Regions from separate parts of the Mus musculus genome. Here region 2 is linked to region 1. A link is a contact called in public HiCAR-type data. All regions are on one chromosome and are shown on one strand. Each heading gives the region's core, a stretch centred on a gene start, on an enhancer-like site or on the middle of the called end of the contact. The rest is flanking DNA. Distances are from core to core; before and after follow the strand shown. Region 1 holds the start of Kif21a (kinesin family member 21A). Region 2 holds the start of Gxylt1 (glucoside xylosyltransferase 1).

Region 1 (7,123 bases), core at 2,883-5,382:
CCACTTTGTCTATAATTCTAGGACACCAAAATTACGTTTAACACACAATTTCAATGACTTATAAGAAACAAATGACATGTGAATTTTAATGTACTTCTTAAACGTGCAGCAATATTTCAGAATAAGCATGGGCTAGTCTCTGACTTGACTACCACTTGCTTGAAATGAAGCTGCAACCAAAGGAAAACTACTCTGAGAAGATAAAATAGTTAATCCACAGGGAAAAACAAATGAAATACAGTTAGTTCATAAGTGCCCATCCAGTTCAGAGGGAAATACTAAAATACCAGCAAGTTTGCTGCTTATGATTAAAACTCCTCTAGTCATATCAAGTATATTTTGCCTTTTACAAATATGCATCTTGCTTTCTAATCTGGATAATGCCAGATCATGAATGATTTTGACAAATAATAATAATAATAATAATAATAATAATAATGATGATGATGATGATGATGATTTCTGAGTCAGAATCTCACAGGCATGTAGTATGTCTTAGGGAAGAAAATCCAGAATAATAAATATTGCATTGTTTTGGAAGAAAAATCAATGAGAAAGAGCAGATTATGGTATTAGCCTCCAGGGTAATTTCTGTTTTCATGGCTTCACTAAACTGAAAGTCCTGGTACACATTCGCTACCCCATAATTACTCATCAGAATAGTAAGCAATTAGCAAATCAGACAGCAGGAGGGCAAGCAGCAACGATAGTGAAATATGAAACCTGAAACCCAGTGCCATCCTAACTAATAAACTCGTTCCACCACACCTTTCACACTTATGTGCTGGTTACTTTTTGTCAACTTTACACAAACTCGAAGAACCTCAAGTGAGGCGTTGCCTCCATCAGACTGGCCTGTGGGCGTGTCTGCAGGCATGTTCTTGACCAATGATAGATGTGGGCGGGCCCAGCACAGTTGGCACTACCTCTAGATGGCTGGCCCTGGTTTATATATGAAAACACTGTTCCTCCACAGTTCACGCTTGAGTTGCTGCCCTGACTTCCCTCAATGATAGACTGTGATCAGGATGTGTAAGGTCAAATAAACTCTTTCCTCCCCGAGTTATTTCTGGTCCTTGTGTTTATTACAGCAACAGAGAGCAAAGTAGGGCAGTTAGTAACCCCTATCTGAAGATAAAGAATTAACCCATGTTGTATAAATAAAAGGATTTCGCTGACTTTCAACTTCTACCTCTTTGGTCTCTTCTCTCTTTCCTTTCTATTACTTCCTAAACTAACGATCCCAGCCCTCAGGACAAAGGAGGCTGATATAAGTGGCGCTCCCAGTTCCAAGCTAACCAGTGCAACCCAATGAGACCCTGCCTCAAATAAATAAAAAACATAGCAAGCTTCAGTAAGGCAAGAACACAGCAAACTGAACCACAAATTTGAGCAGGGCCTGGTGGCGCACTCCTTTAGGCCCAACACTCAGGAGGCAGAGGCAGTTGGATCTCTGCGTTCAAGGCCAGCATGGCCTACAAAGTGAGTTCCAGGACAGCCAGGGCTACACAGAGAAACCCTGTCTCGAAAAACCAAAATAATAATAATAATAATAATAATAATAATAATAATAATTTAAACTTAAATTTTAGTTATGGAGCTTAACCATATTTCAGGTGTTTGGCTGCCACATTGAACTTTCTGAATCAATATCCCTTCTCAATGAAAGACAACCTACAGACAACTCAAACACCAAAATATCCCCCGAAACAGAGTAAAAACCATTCTCCCTCAGCTAGAAACTTTCTGCTCAGCATCTTTCCCGGGCGCTTATTTTACAAACCCTCTAAGCCCACTAGAACACACGCACCTGGAGAACGCACTTGCTTTTATGAAAGAACAGCCCAATTCTCCACTGCTCATCGTCTCGTTGTCGTAAAGGAGAAAGAGGGCCAAATCCTCTGTTAATTCTCTGTCTAGACCCAACATTTGTATGCATTTACTTCTCCACAACTGGAAAGCAGACTGGATTGGAGGACCCGGGGAGTGTTCAGTTCACTCCCTCTCGTGGTGAACTCGCTCTCCTCTAAGATGTCCAGATAGAAATAGTCTGCCAAGGCTATTCACTTGTAATTGACCTAGTCTAGGATCGGGAAGATGCTGACGACCTTTTACACTGAGTAAAACGAGGTAAGGCATAGCCCTGTCTCTCACCTGCACAGGCACGGGGGTAAGAACCAGGGCTGCACATGTAAGCTTTCTGGGTTGTAACTCTCTTTCCGTCTATGCTATCAGTTTAATTTTGGAAGGTTGACTTAATAATCTTCCTGTCCCCGTCAGTAAGAAAGACATAAAAAAAAAAAAAAAAAAAAAAAAAAAAAAAAAAAAAACAGCTTTAAAGTCACAGATTATGAGGAATAAGCTTTTTACCTGATCTAAAACATGTGACGGTTTTACGACTCTTTACACACTTCCGTTGTAAAACATTTGAAATTTTTTATTCCCCTTTTCTGTTATTCCTGGACTATATCTTCCATTACTAGATGAGACTGTTCTTCCTATTCATCCTACTAGCTTTCGTTTGGCCTTAAAATATGAATCATGTGTGCATCAGGACCAGGGACGTGGAAGGCAAAGACAGGAAGGCCATTAAGGGCCAGACCTAATAAAACCGTCACCTCCATTCTATGGTAATTCCATTATCTGCAGAATAAAGGAATCAAAATACCTTCCCATTTCTTTTTATTCTTTTTTTGTTTTGTTTTGTTTTGTTTTGTTTTGTTTTTCGAGACAGGGTTTCTCTGTGTAGCCCTGGCTGTCCTGGAACTCACTCTGTAGACCAGACTGGTCTTGAACTCAGAAATCCGCCTGCCACTGCCTCCCAAGTGCTGGGATTAGGGCATGTGCCACCACTGCCCAGCTTTAAGACAATTAAAGACCCAGGACATGCAAAACTGCCACTTCTGGGCTTAATCAAGATTTGTCACTAAAATAACCATAGGAACGCTTACATTATGTAACTTTCAATTTTTCGACTAAGGCGCTGACAGATGTTTACGAATTCTGGCTTTCTCTGAAGACAGGCTCTCTTTATAATCTTTATATTGTAACTGAGTTAACAGTATACTATCAGAGCAATGGAAGCCATGCACTTGGTCTAAGAGGAATGCTTCATTAATTTTTCAGTGTGATGATGCTGCAGTTTTCCAAGAGCAACTGTCGGAGTTCTTGCGATGCATCAAAACAGCCAAACTACACCGAATGTCCATGTCACCGTCACTAACCACAACAAGGTGACACAGCCAGCATTTCAAAACTCAACCCCAGGCGTATGTGATGTCACTGTCAACATCCAAGGTGCTTAACTAACCTCAGGTTGTTTCTCCCAGTCGCCCATCTAACCCTCCGGCTGGCTGACGTTGCCTGCCTTCTCCAGACCTCCCGCGGGTGCCTATGTCCCGCAACACACTCCCTACCAGCACACCTGCGAGGCCAGGTGTCGCGACGCACGCCATCGCGGGGACCCGAGTGGGCGCGGGCGGCGCGCTTGTCACCGCGACGCTTTGTCTGCGGCTCCGAACCCAGCCGGCGCGGCAGGGGCTGGGCTGGAGAGGAGGGAGTGGGGGGTGGGGACAGACACCTCGGGCCCACCTGCAGGGCGGCAGCGGCGACTCCCGGGGACACCGGGCGACGCTCACCCGGAGGCCAAACGCGAGGCGTCCGTGCGTGCAGCGAGCGGCGCCCGATCCTCCGGGGTGTGGGGGTGCGGGGCAGCCACTGCTGTTCCCCCGAGAAGCAGCGATGCGACGCACCGGCCCCGGAGCGGGCAGCAGGAGAGTCCGCCCGCCCGCTCGTCCGCTTGCTGGCTTCAGCTTTCCTTCCTGTCCACCCGCAGCTCACCTGACAGCCACGCGCACCGAGCTCTCGTCCGCAGCGCCCAACATGCCTGCGGCCGCCCGGGGCTCAGCTCCGTGCCGAGCGCTCCGGGCAGGCGGCGGCGGTGGTGACGGCGGCGGCGGCGGTGACGGTGACGGTGGCGAGGGCTCAGCGCCGTGCTCCAGCCATGTTGGGCGACTGAATGGAAAGGTGGCGGCGCGGAGGCGCGGGAGGGGGCGGTGACTCAGGGCGGCGCCGCCCCTTGCCCCCACTCGCCAGGCTCCGCGCTGCCCTGCGTCAGCCGTGGCCGGTCCGGTGCGCCCCGCCCCGGCGGCACGGCCAGGCGGGCGCGGCACCGCGCGGAGGCGAGCCGACCCCCCCTCCCCCTCCCATCCACCGGAGGCGCGTCCCCGCAGCCACCTGCCCCCTCTGTGGCACGGACCTTGACCCCTTTCCCAAACCTGGCCCTGTCCTCTGCCCGATCTCTTGGGACGTGGAACGATTTTCCACCCCTCTGCCTCTTCAGTGCATTACTGTTCGGTCCTATGCACATGCAAAGTGCTCCGGGCCCTGGTACTGCCAAGCATTTCCACAACTGCTTTCCATGGAGGCGTGCAGCGTGGTAAATCCTTGCAAACGGATTTTCTTTCCCTGCTGGCCTTTCAAAAGCTCCTCCGGGATCCCGAGATTCTGTCAACAGTGTCCCATTGTGTGTTCTGCACGTCATCATTGTCCTTCCACATGCCTTTAGATAGCTCTGTGGAAACAGCCTTTGTTAGCTTTGCCACAGAGTATCTTTTGTGGACTGTTCCGTACATTTCAGTAAATAAACATGTGGGTTCATACAAAACAGTATAATAGATTAAATGTCGCTATCTAAATAAAAGCACTGGCCCAAGCAGATAAAAACTAAAATCACACACCTGATCGCCCTGCTCAGAGAGTGTCCTAGAACACAGTGTATATTGGGTTCAGAAAGAAGTTTGAACCTTGTATACCCATGGGTAGATGGCCTATGGTATTTATTCTTAGAGGCAGTCCTATGTACTTTGTTTCTTACCTTTAAATCGTTACAGACAACATAGGTGGAAGGTAAAAAAAAACTTTATAATGTCCCTTTGTGTGACAAACTGGTAACAAAGCTGTCCTCCGGCCTCTCCCTGGAGAGCCTTCCCTAGCCTCGATATTTCTCCACCAACATAATGGAGCCACATTTTGTCCTAACTTGACAGGTCCAGGCGTGGATGGATCTGGTCTGACCACCTCGTTTCTGCGATAAAGGACAAGAACAAGAGATCAACCTACAGCAACAAAGCAACATATATTACCTTCTCAAAGTCTTCACTTTAGATAGCAACAGTACCTATGTGTCTCAAAAAAGAGCTGTCACAAATCATGTGCTTCAAGAACTGGGCAGGTAGCTTAAGGAAGTGGAGGAAGCAAAGTCGAGAATATATAAAATAAAACCGAGAAGGCGGGCCCCTTCCTAAGGAAGTAGCTGTCCCCATTCTGCCTGGACTAGATCTACTGGCACCCAGATCCTGTGTGGCCACATTTTTGGTTTGGTTGTATGTTTGTTGTTCCTCAAGTGAAAAAGAAAAATCAAATCCTTATGTGAAAAACGCCTTAGTTTTAAAGATTAACAACTAATTCTGCATAATATTTACACACCATGCAAAAACAACCTCAAACTGTGTCTGACCATCTCTAGTCTCAAGCCACCAGATTGAAACGTCTGGCCAAATAGCATCAATAATAGCTAGGGCTTTGGGTTCATATTCAGGCAAAGGCCATGCATAACTTCAAATTCTAAATGCTGAATGTTCTAAAATCAATGCTTAATTTTGAATAATATTTTTTGAGATTTCTTTATAAGTAATATTTCCCTGTAACTCCTCTAATTAATAACCTTACATTAAAAAAGAAAATCCCAAAGTCGGAGCTTTTACCATGCAAGGGTTTAGATCCTGTTGAGAACATTTATTTACTGAATGCTTAGGAAATGGCTGCAGGGTGCAAACAGTGCTAGACACCAGTGATACAGAGAATAAACCAATGCCACGAATACAAAGGATTAGCTATTTAGTTCTGGGATTTGAAAGTCTGCAAGTACATTAGAAATTCCAATAGGCCTATAACAATTGCTACAGAGAAGGGTAAATTCTACGGTTACAAAAGCCCAGGGTGGGCTCCCAGAGTCCCCTCTTACCTCCATGCTAACAGCCATTCCTCTCATTCCGTGACCTGAAACTTTCCAATGGTGACCTACCACAAAGAGCCTAAATTCTTCTAGACTTAGGCCCTTCACACTCCGGACTCATCTTTAGTGACTCTGCTCCTTAACTACTGCTTTTTGGGGATGGGGTCTTCTGGTTCTGAAATACCATATATTTGTTTGCTTTCTGGGGGTCTTTAGAGTAGCTATTCCCTTTACCTGGAATGCTGTTTCCCAAGTCTTTTCATGGCCTCGGTTTTTTTGAACATCTCAATATCAGCTTAAGTGCCGTTTCCCCAAAGAGGCTTTCCTGACCACGCACAGCTAAGTAGCACCACTCAGCGAGGGCCAATTTACAGATTTGCACTACTAATGTAAAACCGTAATCTATAAATGACAAGTGTGTTAGGGATGTGAATAAAGTGCTATTGAATGGATAAAAATGTGAGGTCTTCCCCTTCTAAGATCTTTTTAGTTACCATGTTTCATTTGTAAAGAAACATAGTTCTTTCTCCACACAGTAAAATTTTTGGAGTATTTCCATGAATTTTACTCTTCGTCTTCATATCATGCAATGCCAGCTCAAATGGGAACACAATGGCACTTGAGGCACGTGAAGTCATATAAACTATACAATTTCTATTTATAAATTCATACACGGACACGTATTTCATTCACTCTTACGTGAACAGTAGGAACACTGTGGAAGAGTGACTCAGAAATTGTGTTGTCAACTTGGGGCTGGGGAGTTCCATCCCAGAGAACAAACCCAGGGCTTGGTACACAGTGCCTGCTCTACTACGGAGGTCTTTCACTTCTTAGTACATCTCCATTCTGCTAACTCAAGCTTGTGGTGAACCAGCCGGCCTCCATCTTGGGCTTGAAGTCTATCTTCTAGTAAAGACAGACCAGGCTCATTCCTGTTTACGACTAAATCTGTTTTTCAAGGATTGGGCTATGCTCCACCTGTGACTATAACTTCAAATGATTCTAAACTGCCCGTTCCACGAGATGACAATGATGTCTCTGCTTCAGAAAGCAGCCATAACCATCTTGTCACCCTACCTTTGTTTCAAATGGACTACCTGCTGT
Region 2 (7,083 bases), core at 3,301-5,800, 2.2 Mb after region 1:
TCAGATCCAGAAGAACAAGAAAGCCCCTCCCCCTTAAGCCACACCCCCTCTCCCATGAGGCTCAGGGGAGTGTGATTATAACAGGGTAGACAAGTACAATTACTGACAGTGGAGCTAAGTAAGACTGACCAGTGTGTGCTAAAACTCCCAACCCCATTTTCCTCCTCCAAGGTTTACAGTCTATGAATTCTCCACTACAGACACTGCTCACCGGCAACTCTTTCCTCTGTGCTGAGGTACCACACCAGCGTGTAGGTGCCACCACACCACCCCAGCTTTTCTATATATGTGTCTGTCTGTCTGTCTGTCTGTCCTTTCTTCATTCTCTCTCTGCTCCAGTCAGATTTCTAGGACCAAGTCATATAGGATACAACAGTCTTCTTTATTAAACTGAAAAGGGTATTTGTTCTTTCCAAAATGTCCATAATAACCACGAGACTTTAAAACCTGTATACAACAGAAGGTTTTCTTGACTCTTGAGAGTCAAGGAAAATTTCAGGCAAATCCACTGTGAGAATATGGAGGAGTGAGTTCAGGCTACAAGGCTCAGTGTTATACAATCCCAAGCCTGGGCACCTGTGACCACGCAGGAGACCAAAATTCATACATGCACTTTAAAGACTATTCTCAGAATGCTACCAGGCTACCAGGATTTACGATCTGCCTGGGCAACTCACTTGAAACTGCTTTTGTGTCTAGACCACTTCATTTCTAGCTCTAAATCAGATCTTCCCCTTTCCTAGATCTCTCAGAAAGTGAGGGAAGGTAGTTACATTAGCAGATAGCGTTGAAACTGTCTTGCCATTTCATGAAGTGACCACAAAGCACACTCTCTCCCCCTGACAAAAAGTAAATCTAGATCACAGATATAAATGTTTCCCTTAATGTGTGAGAGGACGAACTCTGGAAGAAAGTTATTCTATGCATAGTAAAGATTAAGAACAATAAAGAAAAAATAGCCAATCTGAAAACAAAAAATTTTATCATCCACTGCAATTTTATCATACACTTTCCAAGAGCTGGAGAGATGGCTGAGCAGGTAAGAGCACTGACTGCTCTTCCAAAGATCCTAAGTTCAAATCCCAGCAACCACGCGGTGGCTAACAACCAACTATAATAAGATCTGACGCCCTCTTCTGGTGCATCTGAAATCAGCTACAGTGTACTTATGTATAATAATAAATCAATCTTTGGGTCAGAGTGAGAAGGGACTGAATGAGTGGGGTTGACCAGAGCAAGCAGAAGTCCCAAAAATTTAATTCCCAACAGCCACATGAAGGCTCACAACCATCTCTACAGCTACAGTGGACTCATATAAATAAAATAAATAAATGTTTTTTAAAAAGATATACTTTCCAAACAAAAACTATGCAGGGAGAAGAATTTTAATAGAAATAAGTATTTAGCCGGATGATGGTGGCGCACACCTTTAATCCCAGCACTTGGGAGGCAGAGGCAGGCAGATTTCTGAGTTCGAGGTCAGCCTGGTCTACAGAGTGAGTTCCAGGACAGCCAGGGCCACACAGAGAAACCCTTTCTCGAAAAACCAAAAAATAAAAAAGAAATGAATATTTATACTTTAAGATCTCTAAGCCAAAACTACACTGTTTTGTGAGATGAGTATCTCAAAAAGCTCATAATATTAGTTACTAGCTCTTCCTAAATACTATGCTAAGTATTTGGGCTGTTTTTGTATGCCTCCCTCACCTGAAAATCCTCCTGTCCCATGTGATGACTGACGTCAGGGATGGATGGGGCCTTCGGTGATTAGACCATAAGGGTCAGTGCCCCAAGAATGACATTACAAGAAGCGGCTATAGACCTGCCTGGCCATGTGAGCACACAGCAAAAAGGTGTGAGAAACAATGTATCACTGCTGTTTCCATCTGCACAGACTGTAAAAAGGTGTGAGAAACAATGTATCGCTGTTGTTTCCATCTGCAGTCTCAAGTTTTGCTACAGCAGCCCACATAGCACTCAACAAAGCTATGAGAAGCCACGGCAGCGTCCAATAAGCTAGCGTGCAGGTGTGGCCCTGGCGGCACAAGCCTCACGTAATGACACAGAGTGAGGGCCTTCCCTCCCTAAGTACTCTTACTTTCTCCAGCACTCACTGCCCCAACTCCCTTTCCTTCAAAAACAGATCCAAGGAAGGGGAAACAGCAATGCAAAGACATAATGGTCAAATCTATCTCTCAACTGTCAGCGCTTCTCAGTGTTTGTCTGCATTGTAACAATAGCTCATGGTCAAAACACAGAATACTGGCATCCTAGTTTACCAGGTTTCTGACTAGGTCCCAAAGAATAAATTTGCTTCCCAAAGGGGGGGGGGGGAGAGATATATGCTTACACCTGAAAATTAAAACAATCACCATATCAGCTAGTTTTATGGTGCCAGGTACGGCACTAAGCAATCTATGCAACTATGTCACTTCAGTCCTCACAAATGTTCCACATCTAATCAGGAAGTCACACACCCAGTACGTGGCAAAGTAAAGTTGGTGACTCAAAAGCCCTCTCCGTCTCTCGTCTTTACATTCTCAGTAGTATATCCTACCAATGTCGACACGATTCAGCAAACATGAACTGGAGGTCTAGCCAGTCTGAAAAGAAGTGACGATCATTTCAGAATGTGCGTCAAAAATATCAAGCTGTTGGTACTAAACATAGGTAACTCTTGTCGATTATACTTCAGTGTAGCAGAGAAGGAACCCTGTGATCAAGGGCGCCTGCAAAAGTGACTGGATGGAGGCACGGGTTTCTCCAACTGACTCTACTACTCTCTCTAACTCCTGGAGGGGTTGAACTCGGCACCTGACAAGGCAAGTCCCTTATGGCTGGGATACAAACTCAGTCCTTGGTCTGTTGAACCTGGGTCTCATTATGCAGCCCAGGCTGGCCTGGAACTCCCAATGAAAACCAGACAGGTACTGAATTTTCCATCCTCCTACCTTACCTCCTGAATGCTGAGAATACAGGTGTAAGCCACCAAGCCTAGTTTGAAATAATCGTTTCAAATAGGATATACTAGTTGAAAGGAGATTTCTCTCAAACACTGTCCTTACCATTTAAAAATGTTTTCCTTCCAAGTTGGATTTTTTTTCCCCAAATACTTCTTATGTAATTCTGGGCAATTAATACTTTTGTTTTGTTTTGTTTTGTTTTGTTTTTTGAGACAGGGCTCCTCTGTAGAGCCCCGGATATCCTGGACATTGCTCTGCGGACCAGGCTGGCCTCGAACTCAGAGATCTGCCTATTTCTGCTTCCCGAGTGCTGAAATTAAAGACATGCACCACCACCGCCAGGCTTTTAAATGTGTAGCCCAGGCTGGCCTCGAACTCATGGTCCTCCTGCCTCCGCTCTCCTCGGCAAATCCTACTGGGGGTCTGGGGGTGTAGGTTGTAGGCAGTGGAACCTGAGAGCACACCTATACCCCACATTTCTCTGACTACAATCAAACCATAAACCAAGAGCTCACTATCTCCATGCTAGCTTCTCTTTTACCCGCTTCCCGCTGGAAAAGACCATCAACTCTCAGATGCTACATAGACAACAGCTCAAAGTGGATGTACTCTTTTTACAATTCCTGTCTTCCACTCTCCAATTAGTTGGTCTCAGAACTGCCCAAACACAGGAATCCACCAAGGAGGCAGTGCGAATTAAGTAAACTGCCCAAACAGTTTTCCATTTAAATTTCATGATTCTAACCGTGGCAGTGACTTATGCAAATCCACCAACTCATTATGCTGTGTTATAAATATTCATTTCTTTTTTTTTAAAGTGATTTCTTCATACCTTACTCCTCCCATAGATATAAGCATATTAAGTATCACTCATGTTTCTGAACTTCCTTTACGTTTCCAAAAAAACGAATATTTTCAAAATAAAAATTCACAGCTCGCTTTATGCCACATCCAGATTTCTTTAGCTACGGCTACTGATAAAAAGCTAAGATTTAGGCGGAAAATTTAGACACCTGGGAGGTGGAGGGCTCAACTAGGGCGCCAGCCTGATTCTCAAATTACTCAGCTTCGACTCCATGGAAACAGGAGGGAATCCCACTAGCCGCAGTGTAATTAGGATTTTGTGGGACACCACTTACTTCCAACGAACCTTTCAGAAAGTTGCAAAGCGATTCAATTTCTAACTGGTCTAACACTGAATCTGAAGCCAGCCAGCCAGTGCTCGGTGATGGAGCGGCGCGTCCGGCCCTCCCAGACCTCCACTCCCGGCAATGCGGCTCATACCTGCCCGTCCGGCCCGGGCCCGCGCTGCCCGCGCCTCTCCCCGTGCCGCGTCCACCGTCCGCCAGCCAGGAAACTACCGCGGCCTGCGGCCTGCGGCCCCCGGCAGCTCCTTCCTCCAAGGACACCGCGAGCTGGCTGAAGGCGTACAGCAGCGAGCAGAAGCCGCAGGCCAGGCACAGCCCTACGACCCGCAGGTAGCGCCGCATCCCGGCCCGCGCTGCCGCCACCGCCGCTGCCGCCGTCACCGCCGTCACCGCCGCCGCCGCCGCGCCCGCCCGGGCGAACTACGAAGAATCGCAACGCGCAGCCGCAGCGTGACCAGCCTGGTTCCCGCCCCTCCCCGCTCCGCCCCTCCGCCCGAATCCCCGCCAGGTCCCACTCGGTCCCATGCCGCCCAAGCCCAGCACCCCACACGACACGCCCCTAGCCCTGCCATGCCCCGCCCCGCTCACAGCCCCTCCCACATCCGGCGCAGGCCCCGCCTCTGTTTCAAACCACAGCCCCTGCCTGGTATTGTCCCGCCTCCGGGCCACGCCCCAACGCCCGGCCAAGGCTCCGCCTCCGCAGCGCACCCGGAAGCGGAGCTGAGCGCTGGCGCTCTCCCGGCCTTCACGCCGAGCCTTGAGATGGATGCTGGTTCCTCTTTACAGATTGCCCGGCTCTGAGCTGTGGACAAGTGTAGCGAAAGAAGCAGGGCTGTAGGCCCTTGCCCTAAATCTGCGATTTTTCTTTGCGCAGTTTGTGGCGCTGGGCAACTTGAATTCTCAGGCATCGCTGCGTTGACTAAAAAGAAACCGTGGTTACCGCACTTGCTAACTCTTCCTCGACCCATCCTGCTCCTCACGGACCTCAGCGTCGGGTCTAAAACATCTGTGCTTCGTGGGATGTCGTAAGGCGGCGGTAGTGCAATGGTGCTTTGCTTGCCCATCCACACAAGGCTGGGAAGGCAGCCTTATTAGACGTTGCTGACAAATCATTTGCATACCCAAAGCAAAACTGGTCCTCTCCAAACCCGGCCTCCCTTCCTTCCCGCCACACTCCACGCCTTGAGCTGGGTCACGCTGAAGCCTCGTAGGGACCTAGGGACGGGGAGGAAGGCAGATATTGAGAATGTGCAGCTCGGGGACTTTGGTACGGGAGACCTGTGGACGATTTAACAAAGCTTAAACTCTATGATTATTCTTAGTCCCTTAATAGGCTTTCGTTGACCAATCGTGTCATACCCAACATACTTTTGGCTCAAAACCTTTAAAGCAACCTCATCGAATCAATGGTTTCCACCATTCTGAAAGCTTAAAATGTCATTAGATGAGATCTGACACCTGTCAGTTTTTCCTGTTTGCTATAATCAATCTGATGGTCCAACCGGTATCTGGAAACTGCCTTAACTTCTGACTTTATTCTGTATTGGAACGTGTTATTCCACCCAACCCGAATCCATGTTCCCAGGCAATACACACGCCATTCACATCTGGTGCAAAAGCTCTTATTCCCTTTTGAAGAAGGCTGTTGTACAAAGACAGGATAGCCACCGGGTGTGGACACGCCCCAAAGTGAGTCGCTTGTACCTTCCAGTTAGTATAGCAGAGTATTCCTGAGCGAGGGTGGCCCTCTTAAGAGAAGGAATTCTAGACTGAGCGAGCAATGAAAGCGGCTCTCGTATTCAGGAGACTGAGAAGCGCGATGCCAGGATGAGTCCGCAAGAAAGGACTCGGGGAGTGGTTAAGACTGCAGAGAGGGATAGCAGTTACTCTTGGAAACTCTTGGAAGTTTGAACTTGATCTGCTTGAAGGTTTTTAAGGAAGGAAGGAAGATGATCACATTTGCATGTTAGAGAGCGAGTCTGGTTGGAGTGAAGGCTGGGACAGAGATGAGAGATTGGAGTAAGCGAATCCAGAGCCAAAACTGAGACTTAAACACTTAAAAATCCACTTAAAATGCACACAAGATATACTTGAACACACTTAACCTGCACATGCACCTAAATACATGTAAACAATTAAATGCTTTAGATGCACGCTTAAAACACATATTTTTAAAATGCACTTGAAACAAAAACATTTAAAATACAAGTAAAATGCACATATTTTAAAAATATACAGGCAAAACCACACTGAAAAGCACACACTTAAAACTAGATGCATGCACACTTAAAAGTGCACACACACGTCATGAGAAAAACCTCGCTATTGAATTGTTCAAGTTGCATCTGGGTCACTGAGAAGTGTGCCCACAAAGGACAATGTGAGGGACAATAACAGGCATAAAAGCTCTCATTCCCTGGCTCTATGACCATGGCAAGATCACCTGATGAACTATGGGCTGTTTCCATCTCAGAAGGATTAAATGTCATGCCTTAACTCCCCCCCCACCCCCCAAAAAAATCCAATGAACAACGAAGATGTATAAGGAGAAAAAAAAAAACATACATTTGTTCATTCAATAAATATTTATTGAATATTTTCTACATGCCAGACAAGAGGCTCGGATGCACAGTATTCAGGAATAAAGGAGTGTCCTACCCTCAAAAAGGAGACAGGCCAGTAAAAACAAAGAGAATAGTACATCTTTCTAACACACCTTACAATTCTCAGAGAAATAAAGATAAAAGAGTGCAGAGAATTACAAGAGCACTAACAAGAAGGGAGAGTTGGAGGACATGGTACCAGCTAGAGTAAAGAGTGAGGACCCAGGCAGAACGGCCCATTTCAAAGATACTGAGGAAAGCTGCCTCAATGACTGACACCTGTAATTCCTGCACTTCGGAGGCCAAGGCAGGGTTACCACCACAGGTTCAAAGCCAGCCTGGTCAGCATAGTGAGTCCCACATCAAACT

Evidence for each region. HiCAR-type assays count read pairs that join an accessible place to other places.
Region 2: a HiCAR-type map of astrocytes shows a contact between it and region 1, with 5 times the contacts expected there. The contact joins the promoter of Gxylt1 here to the promoter of Kif21a in region 1. A contact is called at or near these places in 2 of 115 datasets of contacts at active chromatin or transcription factors (astrocytes and differentiating embryonic stem cells) and 1 of 9 other capture datasets (pancreatic islet).

What each region holds. Positions count from the first base shown.
Region 1 is chr15:91,045,819-91,052,941 of GRCm38.p6, forward strand. It overlaps Kif21a (kinesin family member 21A), which reads right to left and starts at 4,133. Exons shown (of 37, transcript NM_001109040.2): 1 at 3,841-4,133. The coding sequence starts at 3,884. It overlaps Gm52215, which reads left to right. Exons shown (of 2, transcript XM_030248879.1): 1 at 1-2,130; 2 at 3,127-4,083. The coding sequence starts at 3,394. The coding sequence ends at 4,059. It overlaps Gm36710 (a long non-coding RNA gene), which reads right to left and starts at 5,235. Exons shown (of 2, transcript XR_384343.1): 1 at 5,180-5,235; 2 at 4,905-5,086.
Region 2 is chr15:93,270,629-93,277,711 of GRCm38.p6, forward strand. Gxylt1 (glucoside xylosyltransferase 1) reads right to left here and starts at 4,551. Exons shown (of 7, transcript NM_001357006.1): 1 at 4,248-4,551. The coding sequence starts at 4,453.